Regions from separate parts of the Sus scrofa genome. Here region 2 is linked to region 1. A link is a contact called in public HiChIP or PLAC-seq data. All regions are on one chromosome and are shown on one strand. The core of a region is the stretch at or near the end of the contact, and the rest is flanking DNA. Distances in the headings are between cores, read along the strand shown. Region 1 holds the start of SYNJ2BP (synaptojanin 2 binding protein). Region 2 holds the start of TTC9 (tetratricopeptide repeat protein 9A).

Region 1 (6,829 bases), core at 341-2,840:
TTCGGCATTTAACCATGCAGATTAGCAAAGAACTACAGTCTTATAAGTAAAATCAATTTCCAATTTTTCATAACAAGAAAAAAGACAGCATGGATGATTCTGAAAGCCACATTTTATGAAGAATAATCTATGAGTGGTGGACCAAGCTATATCAAAATACCTGATGAGGAAAGATGGACTGGTCTAGTGGTGATGGAAACAGGATTGAAAGGCGTATGCAAAACATTTCAGAGAGAGCCTATGATACTTGATGACTTGGAGACTCTTGAAATGACAGTATTTAGGAGAATTTACTAATCATTTGTCTATTAACAACAGCAGCAAACACACAGTGCTTACCACACAACGTTCTAAAGATCTTACATAGTTAGATTTCATTCTCATAACCCTAGTAAGTGTATTCTATTATCATGCACATTTTACTGATGAGAAATTAAGACTTACATCAGTAATAAAGTTCGTCAGCCAATAAATATCAAAGAACTAGTAAGAGGTTAGATTCCAGATTTGGACCTGTTTAAGCCAAAGCTAAAGCTCTCTTAATCGATACACTAGACAGCTGTAAAGGAAAGGCAACAAAAGCCAAGGCAGATAGCAGGGAGTAACGTGAAGAGCCTAGTGAAATGAAGGGCATCAGGAGGTAAGAGGACTGTAGGGGTCAGTGAGGATTTGGTAGTATCAGAATCAGTTGATGTGCTTGTGAAGAAAAGAAGCAAGGTAGGATGAAAGGAAGAAGGGAAAGAGGGAGGGAGGGAAGGAGGAAAGAGGGACGAAAAAGCCCAAAGAAACACCTGCATTGAATCCAAATTAACAGAAATGGGTTCTAGGAATTGCCCTTTTATTTTTTAAAGAAAACCCAAAAAAATCTTACATAACTTTGAGACGAAACCAGGTTTGGGAACTTCCCGAGTAGACCTCTAAGTCTCTTTCTGCTTTAGGATTCCGGGTGGTCCTCTAAATGAATTTCCCAAAAAAAATGAAAGGAGGAGGGAGGGAGGGATACTATCAGCAAGAAAACGGCTATGTATTTACAGTCCACACCGTTTATGCTCCCATTTTTACTAAACAGTCTTTCACGGAAACGGTGATAGAGTAGGCAATGGAAGGAGGGGTGTGGAGTTCACGGCCACGGTCTAGAAAGCAGGATTTTCCCGTAGCAGAAAGAAACCCCTCCTGACTATAAATACATGCGGTAATCCGACTGAAAAACGAGGTGGATTCCTCAGATCCGTCTCATGCTAACGCTGGATGCCAATATATTCTTCTATGAGCCCGCAAACACTGCATGCAACCACCAGGTTGGGGCCTGCCTTCTCTGAGGCCAAAAGAAATCTGGCTCTGCAGAAGAGGTGTCCGCTCTGCAATTACAGCCCCAAGTACCCGACTCTCGGCGATGACCACTTCTGCACATACCTGAGGGTCCTCTGGTGAGACTGATTTCTTCCTCAGTAACCAAATAATCCACTCTTCCGTTCATATTTTACTGTTTGTCTGGCTTCCCAACTTGAAGCAGCAACAGCTCGTGACGGGGGAGATGAAAATCCGCCGGGGGGCCTGGCGTCTAGCGCCAGAAGCCCAGCACTTTCAGTTTCAGCAGCCCTGGGGCCGGAAGAGGAAGTCTCGAGAGCGGTGAGCGCCAGGAATGCTGGGAGTCGTGGTTCTGACGGCCGCTGTGGCGCCTTCCTTCGCCAGGTGCAACCTGCAGGATGAGCAAGGGGCACGTTTCTAGCCTGATTTACTCTTGGGGGCGGAGTAGGGGGCGGGGAGGGATAGTAAAGGTAAGAGACATAATAAATAAATTGATATTGTCAAGGAAAAATGAAAACTAAGTTCTCCTGCCGTCTCAGAAAATCTCCACGGTTAAGAGGCAGTAAGGAGTTCTTGTTGTTAGTAAGCTTTGAACCGGACTGCGATAGGCGTCACAGGCAATCTGCTAATGCGATTTTTAAGACAGAAATTCACCCTTTTATACAGACATGAAGGTACCATTCATTATACATATGTTCTCATTTAAGAGGACTTAACACTGTTTGCCGTACATTCTTTGGTAGGTCATCCTTGAAGAGGCCGTTTGTGTTCATTAATTGCCATTATCCAAGGGAAAAGAAAACTTCTCTATTTCTATGTCAAGCAGGTACTTAGAGCTTAGAGCAAGGAGCCTAGGCTAATTCCTCTGTTCAGAGCAGATAGGGGACTCTCTTTCTTGGTTATTATATTTCAAAGAGCTGGCTCCTAGGACCTTAAGAAAAACTTTCCTGAGCTGTTCCTGGCGAGAGGCTTGTTTCACTTTTTATACATTTTATGTACATACAGAAGGGACAGGGGAAGGATTTTGTAATTACATGCCTGCTCAAGAAAACCCTCTGGGAAAGAGAGGGATAAAAGTCTCTTTCTTTTGGTAGAAAAAAAAATTTAAGTCCCTAGAATAGGACTAGTAAACACGGTAGCTTCTGTTGACTATTTAATCTGAATTTGCGTTAATTGGAACTACACGTTTCAGGCTTCCACCAATCCCTATGGTCTAACTCCAGGTTGTTCCTCAAACCAGAAGCTACTATGTTTACAAACAAAAACAAAACAAAGAAAGAGACAGATTCATTAAGAATTTTGCTAATTCGTATTTGCTAATCCTAAGAGAAGTGAATATGGAATAGTAGAAAGAACACAGGAGGTGATGTCAGAAGAGCTAATCTGAAGCTTCAGGTCCATTTTCTTCTAGTTGTCTGGGTTTGGTCAGGTAACCTAACACCTCCCAACCATGTTTCCCCACCTTAAAAAGGGCATGATTATAGATCCTTAATATTTGCTTAAAAGAGTAAATGAGATGAAATTTTTAAAGACAACTTCACAACTTCAAACTCAGATAAATACCACCCTCAACTTCCAGCCCTCTTCAACATTTATTGGTTGAATGAGTGAATAAAATGATCACATATGCAACCTACACCACAACTCACCACAACTCACCACAACTCTTGGCAATGCCAGATCCTCAACCCACTGAGTGAGGCCAGGGATCGAACCTGCATCTTCATGGATACTAGTTGGGTTCATAACCTGCTGAGCCACAACAGGAACTCCGAGATCGGAGTTTTAAATGTTTAGCTTAAAGTTCTGGTTCAAATAGAAGTGTGTCTGTGTGTTAATATCTGTATGTATATCTCTGCATTTCTTTTAGAAAAAAGTTGAATTCTAATACCTAGTACTTTATGACTTTTTTGTTTGCTTGGTTTTTGGTTTGATAATAATACAAGGACATTTTTCAGTCATAAAAAGGTTTTCTATGAACAGTTACAAATGAGAAAAATATAGAAAAAGATCATATGAAAAGATGCTTAGACTCACCAATTAAAATAATGGCAGGGCAGTAATCATTTCTAGAGTAGGAGCTTTTGATTCAGTACTAGCAGTCAGCACTGAAATTGGTAATTCTGATTTGGCAACTAAGTATATACACTAAAATATTGTGAAATAATTCACAGGCAATATAACAAGTTCATGGAGTAGGAGTAAAACAGTTTATAGTAGATATAAAAGAGAAGTCAAAAGGAATAAAATAAAAAGTGAAAGTTCCCTCCTCCCCACCAGCTTTATCAATTCCATTCCCCAAGGATAACCACTGTTAAATATTTTTCATAAGTGTCTAGAAATTCTCAGTATGTATAAATATCTTTCAGGGTCTAGTCAGGAAAATAGAAGCCATACTAATATTCGAGGGGTTCCCATTGTGGCTCAGCAGAAACAAACCCAGCTAGTATCCATGAGGATGTGGGTTCAATCCCTGGCCTCGCTCAGTGGGCTAAGGAGCCAGTGTTGCTGAGAGCTGTGATGTAGGTCACAGACAAGGCTCAGATCCCATGTTGCTGTGGCTGTGGTGTAAGCTAGAAGCTGCAGCTCTAATTCAACCTCTAGGCTTGTAACTTCCATATGCCACAGGTGCAGCCCTAAAAAAAAAAAAAAAGTAAATAAATAAATTATATAAAGAAGCCATACTAATATTTGAAACTAAGTGGATTTACTTAATATAGGGACTTATCTACCCAGAGCTCACAACCAGTTAACGGTGGTAATTCTGAGGTGGGATAGCACTGCTGGTGACAGGTTGAAAAAACAAGATGGAGGTTGGAGCCAGAGCTGTTTTGCTGCTAGAGAAATGCTGACAAAAACTACAAATAGGAAGAAAATGCCCTTTCCCAAATTGGAAACTCCTGCTAGTGTCTCCAGTTGGCAGAACCTAGCCAGAAGGCAGCTGTCAAAGGAATCTTGGCAGTGTAGTTTGCTGAGTCACAGCCCTAGCATTAAAGAGCAGTAGAGAAAGGTAGTCTTGCTGTTGTGATACAAGTGAATAACCAGTGAAGCATATACAGGCACACACCCAAACACACTTTAGTTTTTATGTGTCACATTAGAATGATAGACAACCCAAATCCCCCTATGAGCACCCCTCTTTCTCTCTGGCTTCTTTCAAGTAGAGGAAACATGAAATCATCACTGGTACCAGTTTTATTAATTTGAGCAAGTGCCCCTAAACCCCAAACATCAGTGCTTCTCATAAAGCTATGTCAGAAAATATGGCTTGTGGAATTCGCATTGTGGCTCAGTAGGTTAAGAGCCCGACTAGTATCCATGAGGATGAAAGTTCAATCCTTGGCCTTGTTCAGTGGGTTAAGATCTCTGTTGCTGTGGTTGTGGTGTAGGCCAGCAGATGGAGCTCGCATTCGACCCCTAGCCCAGGACCTTCCATGTGCCGCAGATGCAGCCTGAAAAAGAAAAAAAAAAAAAAAAAAAAAAAGAAAGGCTTATATATGAAGCTGACAGTGAACTTGGTACCTCTCACCCAAAATGTAGTAGGCTTAGTAGCCTTTAGGTTTTCTTGGAGAGGTATGACCAATCCTGTTGCTGCCTGGATGGGGACTATAACCTTCCTCTGGGAGGATGGCCAAGAGGATTAAATAGCCAGGGAGGCTTGGCTCTCATTGCATTGGCCATAAAGTTGGTAACAAGAAGGTCAAACCATGACCCATCAGATTAACTATGTTGTTAAGCAGGTGGACGTGGCTTTGAGAGAGTTGGGATGTCCTGTGGTTAAAGATGGATACATGATAGGAGGTACAGGAATGTCATTTCTTCCACTGGAATTATCTGCAACCAGATTTATTTATTTAGTAGTGTATTTAGGCTCTCTTCTTTGATCTGTAGTAGTATAGTTTGTATTTTAGATGTTCCATAAGATTTTGACTTCTATTCATAGGTATTTTTATTTGTCTTAAGTTTTATTCCTACAACAAATAATTCTTAAGTGAAAATTCAAAATCAGTGTATGCCTCAAGAGAATAATATTTCTAGAAGTGGACCTTCTGGGTCAGAGGGTAACTACATGGGAATTTCTGATAAGTATTACCAAATTTTACTTCAGAGAACTTAACGCCAATCATCTTCGCAGCAAGATTATATGGATTTTAGTATTTTCCCATACTAGAATTCTTATCACATCTTTACATCCTTGCAAAAATGATAGGTAGAAGATAATATTTTATTTGACTTTTCACTTATGACTGCTGTTGAGAAAACTACTTTTAATTTATTTATTGGCTCTTTTTGTTTGTTATCCTTTTTTGCTTTTCTGAAAAGTTTTGCCCATTTCCCATTTTTCTGAGTTGTTTTCTCTTTTCTGTATAGGCTTGAATTAGCTCTTATGAAGGAGTTGTAGAAGACTACATAGAACTTGCATATACCTTTTACCCATGTTACCAATTTCTTATAATATACTTCACTCTGTCCTCTCTCCTTTTCTTGTCTCATATATCTATGTATATAACCTATACATAGATTAATAGAAAGAAAGATAATAGTAGGATGAAAGAAAGGAAGGGAAGGAGAAGTGGAGGGAGAGAGAAAGATAAGGACACATACATGAAAAGTCATTCTTGTACATAAGTACAGTATAGTTATCAAAACTGGAATTTTAACATTGATAAAATGCTATTATCTATTTCACAGACCATATTCATCAATTGTTTCCTAAATGCCCTTTTTATCTTTTCACCTCTCCAAACATAATCCATTCAGTTGCCATGTCTTTTTACTCTACAGCTTGAGCCAGTTCCTTAGTCTTTCATTGTCATTCACTGCAAGAATACAGAACAATTATTTTATAGAAAATTCATCAATTTTATTTTAGGTACTACTTTATTTTTAGAATCAGTACCACAGAAGTGATGGATGTCATGTCTATTTTAGCACATAGTATCAGTGAGCAAAGACGTTGGTCAGTCCTTTTTTGGTTGTGTTAACTTTGAACACTTAGTTACAATGTTGTCTAATAGATGGATCTACTGAAAAGTGACTATGTTTCTCTTTATAATTAATATGAAATTTATGGATAATTACTTTAAGACTATGTAATTATTATTTTCCTCATTACATTTTCAACCACTTATTTTAGCATTCATTTATCATCTTCCACTGAAACAGTTGTTACAATGAAAATTGTCAACTGATGATTTTCTATCCATAATTCTATCCACATGTATTATTTGGCATTCTACTGTAAGAAACAGATCTCCTCTTTCCCTTACTTCATTTCTTTATTGTATCAATATGGACTCATAGGTTTCTACATAATTAAATGGCTTATAATCCATTATTCTTTCATTTACTTTAATGCTAAATTGTCTTGGATTTGACACACAGGAGCATCTTTAAGCTGGCATCTGTGTCCTTTTGATATATTTTCATCATTCTTTGAGCATTTTATTACTTTTTGACACAAAATGTTTCAGGCTCGTCTCGACTTTTACCTACCTACCTGAGTCCTGGAATTATTGTT
Region 2 (6,923 bases), core at 1,860-4,359, 240 kb after region 1:
TAAAAACTCAGAGCATCCAACTCCCCAATTTTTTCCTTTGCTCTACCTGACACAACACCTTAAAGTGAAAGGGGTCAGGGGTTCACAAATATGGACTAAGCAGAGTCTGCCATAACATTATTATGTGCTCCAATAATGACAGGATTTAAGGAGCCATGATAGAAGTTACCACCTTGTAAAACGTACTTCAGAGCCACCCTCTGAGGTAAGGAGTATCCTCATTTAATGAGGAAATTTGAAATTTCCAGAAGTTAAACAACTTGCTCAGGAAGCAGCAAAAATAGAATTCCAAGAGTTCTCTTGTGGCTCAGCAGGTTAAGGATCTGGCATTGTCACTGCAGCTGCTCTGGCTGGTGGGTTTGGTCCCTAGCCTAGGAATTTCTGCATACCACAGGTGTGGCCAAAAGAAGAAAAAAAGAATTCCAGCTCTTACCTAAGTCCAAAGCCTCTTAACCACTGAACTAGTATGATGTCACACTGATCAGAAACTACTGCAAACTCACTGTGTGAATAGAGAATTGTTTTTCCTTCTCTGGGACTAAGGTGAGGATTAAATGAGATTAAAGATATTCAAACACTTAGAAAAATAAGGTGCTCTAACATATAAGATATGATTTAGTATATTAAGGCTGTGTCCAAATAGAAACCCTCAGTACTATACAAATGGCAACTACATCTGTGAAAAATGTTCACTCTAGAAAGTAAAGATATTCCAGTTCAATCAATATACAGTTTCTTATTTATCAAAATAGAAAATATTTTTAAAAGTTTAAACTTCCATATTGGCAAAGATGTTGGGAAACTAGCATGTTGCTGGTGGGAGGAACCTTTCTAAAAAGCAAATTGACAGCAGGTTCAAGACATTTTGAGAAGTTAGCTTAATTTCTTGTAAGGGAAGATGAATTAGGACAAAAATTTAAGTATAAAAAGTTATTAAGAGCATAGATACAAGCCAGATGGCTTGGATTTAAAGCCCAGCTCTACTCTTTATTAGCACTGTGACCTTGAGCAAGTCTATGTGACCTGGTGTCCAAAATGGGGATAATAATAGCACCTATCTCACTAGATTGTTATGATATAAAAGGCATCTATTATTTCTTATTATCTCAGTGTTCCTTAGTGTAGCAAACAATTGGAATCAATCTATCTGACCATAGAAAAATGGTTATGTACACCGTGCTACAGACATAAAGTGAATACTATGAAGCCATTAAAAATAAGGCATTAAAAGACTATTTAATCACATAGAGCATAAAATATAAATTAAATAAAAAGTGTGTATATTGTCCCTTACCATTCATATTTGTTAAAAGAGCACTCTGTACAAATATAGATGCATAGAACACAACCAGTAGGAATTACATGAAAATGCTCATAAAGCATATATCTGGGTGATGGTGTAGGGTTGGGGGTTTCTTCTTTATATGTTTCTGTACTTTGCAAATCTTCTAGAGCAGTGATTTCCACACTCTTAACAGGCACATGTATCACCTGGTGATCTTGGTAACCTGAAGATTCTGGGTTAGTAGGTCTGCGATTTTGCAGATTCTCCATCTCTAACTAGCTCCTGGGTGAGGCTACTGGTCCAAGGCCTCCACTTTGAGTAATAAGGTTTTGGAGCTGGGGTCCTCAAATTTAAGTATGCATTTGAACCAATGGGGCAGGGAAGTGTTAAAGTACAGGTTACTGGATCCTATGCCTAGGGTTTAGTAGTTCTGGACTGGGACCCTAGAAATTGCATTTCTAACAATTTTCCAGGTGACGCTGAGGCTGCAGGTCAGGAAGCTGTGCTTTGAAAACCACTGCTTTACAATACATATATATATATATATATATATATATTTATCTCAGCCTCATAAAGGTGGGGGCACTTGGAATTTGGCGCAGTGGTTAACGAATCCGACTAGGAACCATGAGGTTGTGGGTTCAATCCCTGGCCTCGCTCAGTGGGTTAAGGAGCTGGCGTTTCCGTGAGCTGTGGTGTAGGTCACAGTCAAGGCTCAGATCTGGCGTTGCTGTGGTTGTGGCTGTGGCTGTGGCCTGTGGCTACAGCTCTGATTCAACCCCTAGTCTGGGAACCTCCATATGCTGCAGGTGTGTCCCTAGGAAAGACAAAAAAAAAAAAAAAAGAAAAAAGAAAGAAAGAAAAAAGGTGGGGGCACTAAAAAACAGGCCAGCCTTCTCCATTGTTTACAAAATCAAATGCAAGCCCTTCATCCAAATGCCTCCATAATGTAACCCAATCATTTCCAGTTACTTCTCTTTAGGCCACAAAAATCAAACCATTATGCCCCAAACACATCCAAGATTCTGAACATCATGACCTCAGCTGTTTCCTCACTCTGGTTGAGATGTCATTTCCATCTATTTCCTCATGTCCAGATCTTACCCATCTTTCAAGGCCCTCAAATGCCATTTCCTGCTCAAAGCCTCCTTTCCTCCAGACTGCACTGCACTTTCCATTCCTCCCCGATAACATTTGCCAATCTCTACCTGGCAGGGTGACTCTACCGATGAGTGGTGTATATCCCCAGTAGACTGGGAGTTAGTTAAGTGAGAGCAAGGCAGTCCCTTCCTTGCCTGTCTTTGTCCCCTCCTTGACCTCAGGAAATCCCCAGCAGACAGCCAGCCGCTCAGGGCTCACCGAAAGAATGAATGAAGTAAGGGATGGAACCTCCCAAGGCGGGGAAGAACTGGCCTGTAAACAGAAACTAGAAACTAGAACGCACGCCCGCCCTGATGACCAACAGTAACAGGTGTTTTCCATCTCTGATGTCTGTGATTCATTCTGCACAACTGCCCGCACGTCCAGGCGCCAGCATACAGCGGCTCCTAGAATACAACGCCCCACTCTGAAGTGCACATTGTGTTCTGGGTGCCGGTGCAGCCCCCCACGGAGACCCACCTCAGCCACCACCTGCATCCACACACACAAAAAGAGGCCCTGCCACCTTAAAAATATCAACGCCTTACTGCAAAGAACCAGAAGCTGTGGCTTTTGCCCACACCCCTGGCTTCCCTCTTGCACCTTTCTTTTTAGTTTATAAGAAATCTATTGAGGGTGAGTCTGCAAGCCTTCGACGCGGGCGTCCCCATTCCCTACACACACACACACACCCTTCCCTACACACGCATACATACACACACACACACACCCTTCCCCCATGCGTGTCTTTCAGACTAGCCGCTTCTCCCAAGGCCGGGTTGAATGGGAAAGAACGGGCCGGTCTTTGTCATTAATCCTCCCCTCCTTCAAAGGAGCCAAGCTTCTTCCGGGTCAGCAACAATCACCGCCAACCCCATCGGGCCCCCGGTCCCCCATACCGCTAGCCCTGAAGCGCGCGAGGGCCAGGTCGCCACCTCCGCAGGTTGCGGGAGGGGAGGAGGGCGAGGAGGAGGGCGGGCGGGCGGCGCGGGAGTGGGGGAGGGAGGGAAGAAAGGAGGGAAGGAGGGGAAGGCAATCCGAGGAGGAGGAGGAGAGAGCAGCCTCCCGCAGACAGCGAAGAGAATGGGAGTGCGGGGCGACAGACCGCCGCGGGGTGTCACGGCAGTGGCCGAGCTTGCCAGGCGCAAGGCCGGTGCCCGCCGCTTTTAAACCCGGGAGGGCGCGGCGGCGGCAGCGGCGGCGACGGGCGGATCGCGGCGCGCGCGGGGAGCCGGGAGGCGGCCGAATGGAGAGGAAGGGCTCGGCGGCCGGGGCCAAAGGAAACCCTAGCCCGCCCGCGGCCGGTGAGGCGCAGCGGCCACAGCCGCCTCTGTGCGTCCCGGGCGGCAGCGGAGGGACCCCGGCGCGGGGCCAGGCTGGGGCGGCGGCTGAGCCCGCCGAGTTCATCAGGCGCGCGCACGAGTTCAAGAGCCAAGGGGCGCAGTGCTACAAGGACAAGAAATTCCGCGAAGCCATCGGCAAATACCACAGGGCGTTGCTGGAGCTGAAGGGGCTGCTGCCGGCTGCCGGGGAACGGGAGCGGGACTCGCGCTCGGCCTCCCCGGCCGGGGCCCCCAACCCCGGTCGCCTCTCAGAGGAGCAGAGCAAGACGGTGGAAGCCATCGAGATCGACTGCTACAACAGCCTGGCAGGTGAGCTGCGTCGCGTCGCGCCCCCGACCCCTCCTCCCCCTGCCTTCTAGGTCTCCCGCTCAGCACCCATCCCCATTCCCCCCCCCGCCCCCCGCCCGGCCCCAGGGGTCACGGCCCGTAGCCTCGGCGCGCCCGCGACGCACACTCTCCAGCTGGGACCGTGCTGCTCTGCCCTGGGAAGGAGAACCTGGGAGGGGGCGCTTTAGAAGAAGTGTGACTTTTAGGATTAGACCTTCCAGAACTCGTTGTCATCCCGCATTCTTCCCTCGCATCCTCGTAAATCTCACCTATAAATAGCTGGACAGACAGATGGGGATTCAGCCGGCCTGGCGGCGACTGCCGCTACTACTGCTCAGCAGTGGACCTGGGTCCAAATGCGGGAAGCAGCACCCAGGGTGGGCCACCCGCACCCACCGCTTGCCCAGCGGTTGCGCTCCTCGGGGATCGTTGGCACCGGAGCTCTCCCTCATTTTCCCCCACCCCCGCTGGCCGCATCCCTATAGTAAAGTCCTTCCCCAAGTTCCTTTGGCCTCAGTAGTAAAGGGCAGTTTGCTAAGATGCCTTCAGCATCTCAAGCAAGATGGATTCCAGAATGCCACTTTCTTCTCTCGGAGCTCTGCTGGGGCCCCGTTGCCAGGTGAAGAGAGCGATCTCAAAGGGAAGCTAGCTCAAGGTTGGGCTTGGGCTGTGCTACATTCTGTCTCCCCTCCCTGCCTTGTTCTCACTCTGCTGTAGCATTGGTCCTCAGGCCAGCTGGCTGCTAGGCTTGAGGGTGAGGGAGCCCTTTGATTGGGATAGAAGGTTAGGTACACATTCCCCAGTATACTTTGGGGATTAAGGTCAAAGTCGGGTCATTTTTAAACATTTAACTCTGGCACAGGAAAATTTAGTCTCTAAAAACAGAGGAGCCTGTGAAAAGGTGGAAGATGATGGCAGAGGCAATGGCCCTTTTTGAAAAGCACTCTCTCCTCTCCTCCCACCCCATTTTGTAGGATTTGGCCATGATCTAGCTCCTCTGACCAAATAAAAGGCCATCACTCCTAGTCCCTAATCCTTGAAGTTGCCCAAACTAGCTCTGGACAGTTGGGGCAGAGTCAGCTTAGGAGAATGGGTGTGGCTGAGGATGGATTTGTCTGGTGACCAGGCAGTTGGGGGATTGAAAAAAAAATATGGATAATTATGCTCCATTCCTAAGTGCCAGTCAGCTCTTTTCCTTTTGAGATCCCAAGTGCCAGCCTCCCTCTGCCTTCCCATAATGACATGTCCAGTGTCGTCTTTAATCAGGCAAAGCCCAGGCACTTTGTAAATGGTTAAGCAGTTTACAAACTGCTAATTAAAGGATTGATGAATAATAATAGTAGGAGGAGCACTTGTAGAAATGGTGCTGATACCAGCACTGGTGATAAGGGCAGCAGATAGAGTTGTAGTAATACAGCATAGATGGACTATTTCAATCCATCACAAGGTACACCTCTATTTATATATATTTATATAAATTCCCTTTATTTCCTGTAAGTCTCTGGCATATTCACCACTGCCTGAGGATTGTTAAGGGCCAAGTAACCATGTGTGGAGGAAGAGGCACTCTGGATCACTAATGCAGTGATTTCGGAGTGGTGACAGAGTATTATATTTAGTATTTTCCATGGGCATTCTAAGGTTGCCCCTCACCCCATGCTTTTGGCTACTGGCCCATGGCTAGCACTGCCTACCTTCCACCCCAGAAGTGGTTACATTTCCATGGTGAAACCAGAGATGTGTCCTTGGTCAGGCCAGCCCAGTCAGGGCGGGGCCAGATCTAGACAGCTCCTCCACTTCCACACCACCCGCCAAACACTTAGGAAAACTTCGGTGCTAAGAGAATGGAAAGTAGTACTAATGGATTTCTCCCTCTGCTGCCTTCTCCAGTGCTCACCACTTATGAATATTAGTAATTTATGGATTATGAAAGCAAGGCATTCCTATAAAATGTTTTTCTTTATGTTTTATTTTTTTGGTCTTTTGGTCTTTTTAGGGCCGTACCCACAGCATATGGAGGGTTCCAGGCTAGGGGTCCAATTGGAGCCACAGCAACAAGGAATCTGAGCTGTGTCTGCAGCCTGTACCACAGCTCATGACAACTCCAGATCCTTAATCCACTGAGCGAGGCCAGGGATCGGAACTCTCATCCTCATGGATGCTAGTCGGGTTCGCTAACTGCCAAGCCATGATGGGAACTCCAATGTACTTTTTTCTGAAAATGCAAAATTATCTTTGACCTCACCAACCAAAGAAATCCATTGTGATGCCTTTCCTTCCTGCATTTTTTTCTATACATAAACGTAAACTATTTACAAAGCTAAGGACCTCTTGTATCCTGCTTTTATCCCCATTTGTCATTATGTCAGAAGCATTTTCACATTTCCCTAAAATATTCTTGTCAAGATTCATTTCACTGGAAACCTAAAACTTTTAAATGTGTATCTATAACGATCATTTGATGGAAGGGAAGGAAAGATGACCACTGTTGCTGCTGTTAGGACAGCATGGCCCTCTTGCCTGATAAAAGGAAGGAAACAGCACCTGCGAGTTTGTTCTGGCAAAAAGGCATCTGGCCCTTCCACTGGGGCTGCCATGCTGGCTGAGCACCCCAGGGGTCTCCAGGCGGGAGCAGTCCAAAGATGTCGGTTCTCTCAAGGATCTGTGCGTAAAGGGAGAGGTTTGGGGGTTTAAAAGGACCATGGACTAGCCCAGAAGTACCTGGAGGATTAGGCTGTGTTGCTAAGGGCAAATCAGCACCAAACAAAAGACTGTTGTGAGGTTTCTGGAGGAAACCTAGGCTCCTTGCACCCTTTACTCTGCATGGA

Evidence for each region. HiChIP or PLAC-seq counts read pairs in DNA pulled down with a chosen protein or histone mark.
Region 2: an H3K27ac HiChIP or PLAC-seq map of skeletal muscle shows a contact between it and region 1. The contact joins the promoter of TTC9 here to the promoter of SYNJ2BP in region 1. A contact is called at or near these places in 1 of 47 Hi-C or Micro-C datasets (epiblast stem cells) and 1 of 2 datasets of contacts at active chromatin or transcription factors (skeletal muscle).

Annotation. Positions count from the first base shown.
Region 1 is chr7:93,972,746-93,979,574 of Sscrofa11.1, forward strand. SYNJ2BP (synaptojanin 2 binding protein) reads right to left here and starts at 1,591. Exons shown (of 4, transcript NM_001244991.1): 1 at 1,414-1,591. The coding sequence starts at 1,477.
Region 2 is chr7:94,215,327-94,222,249 of Sscrofa11.1, forward strand. TTC9 (tetratricopeptide repeat protein 9A) reads left to right here and starts at 3,110. Exons shown (of 3, transcript XM_005656367.3): 1 at 3,110-4,077. The coding sequence starts at 3,165.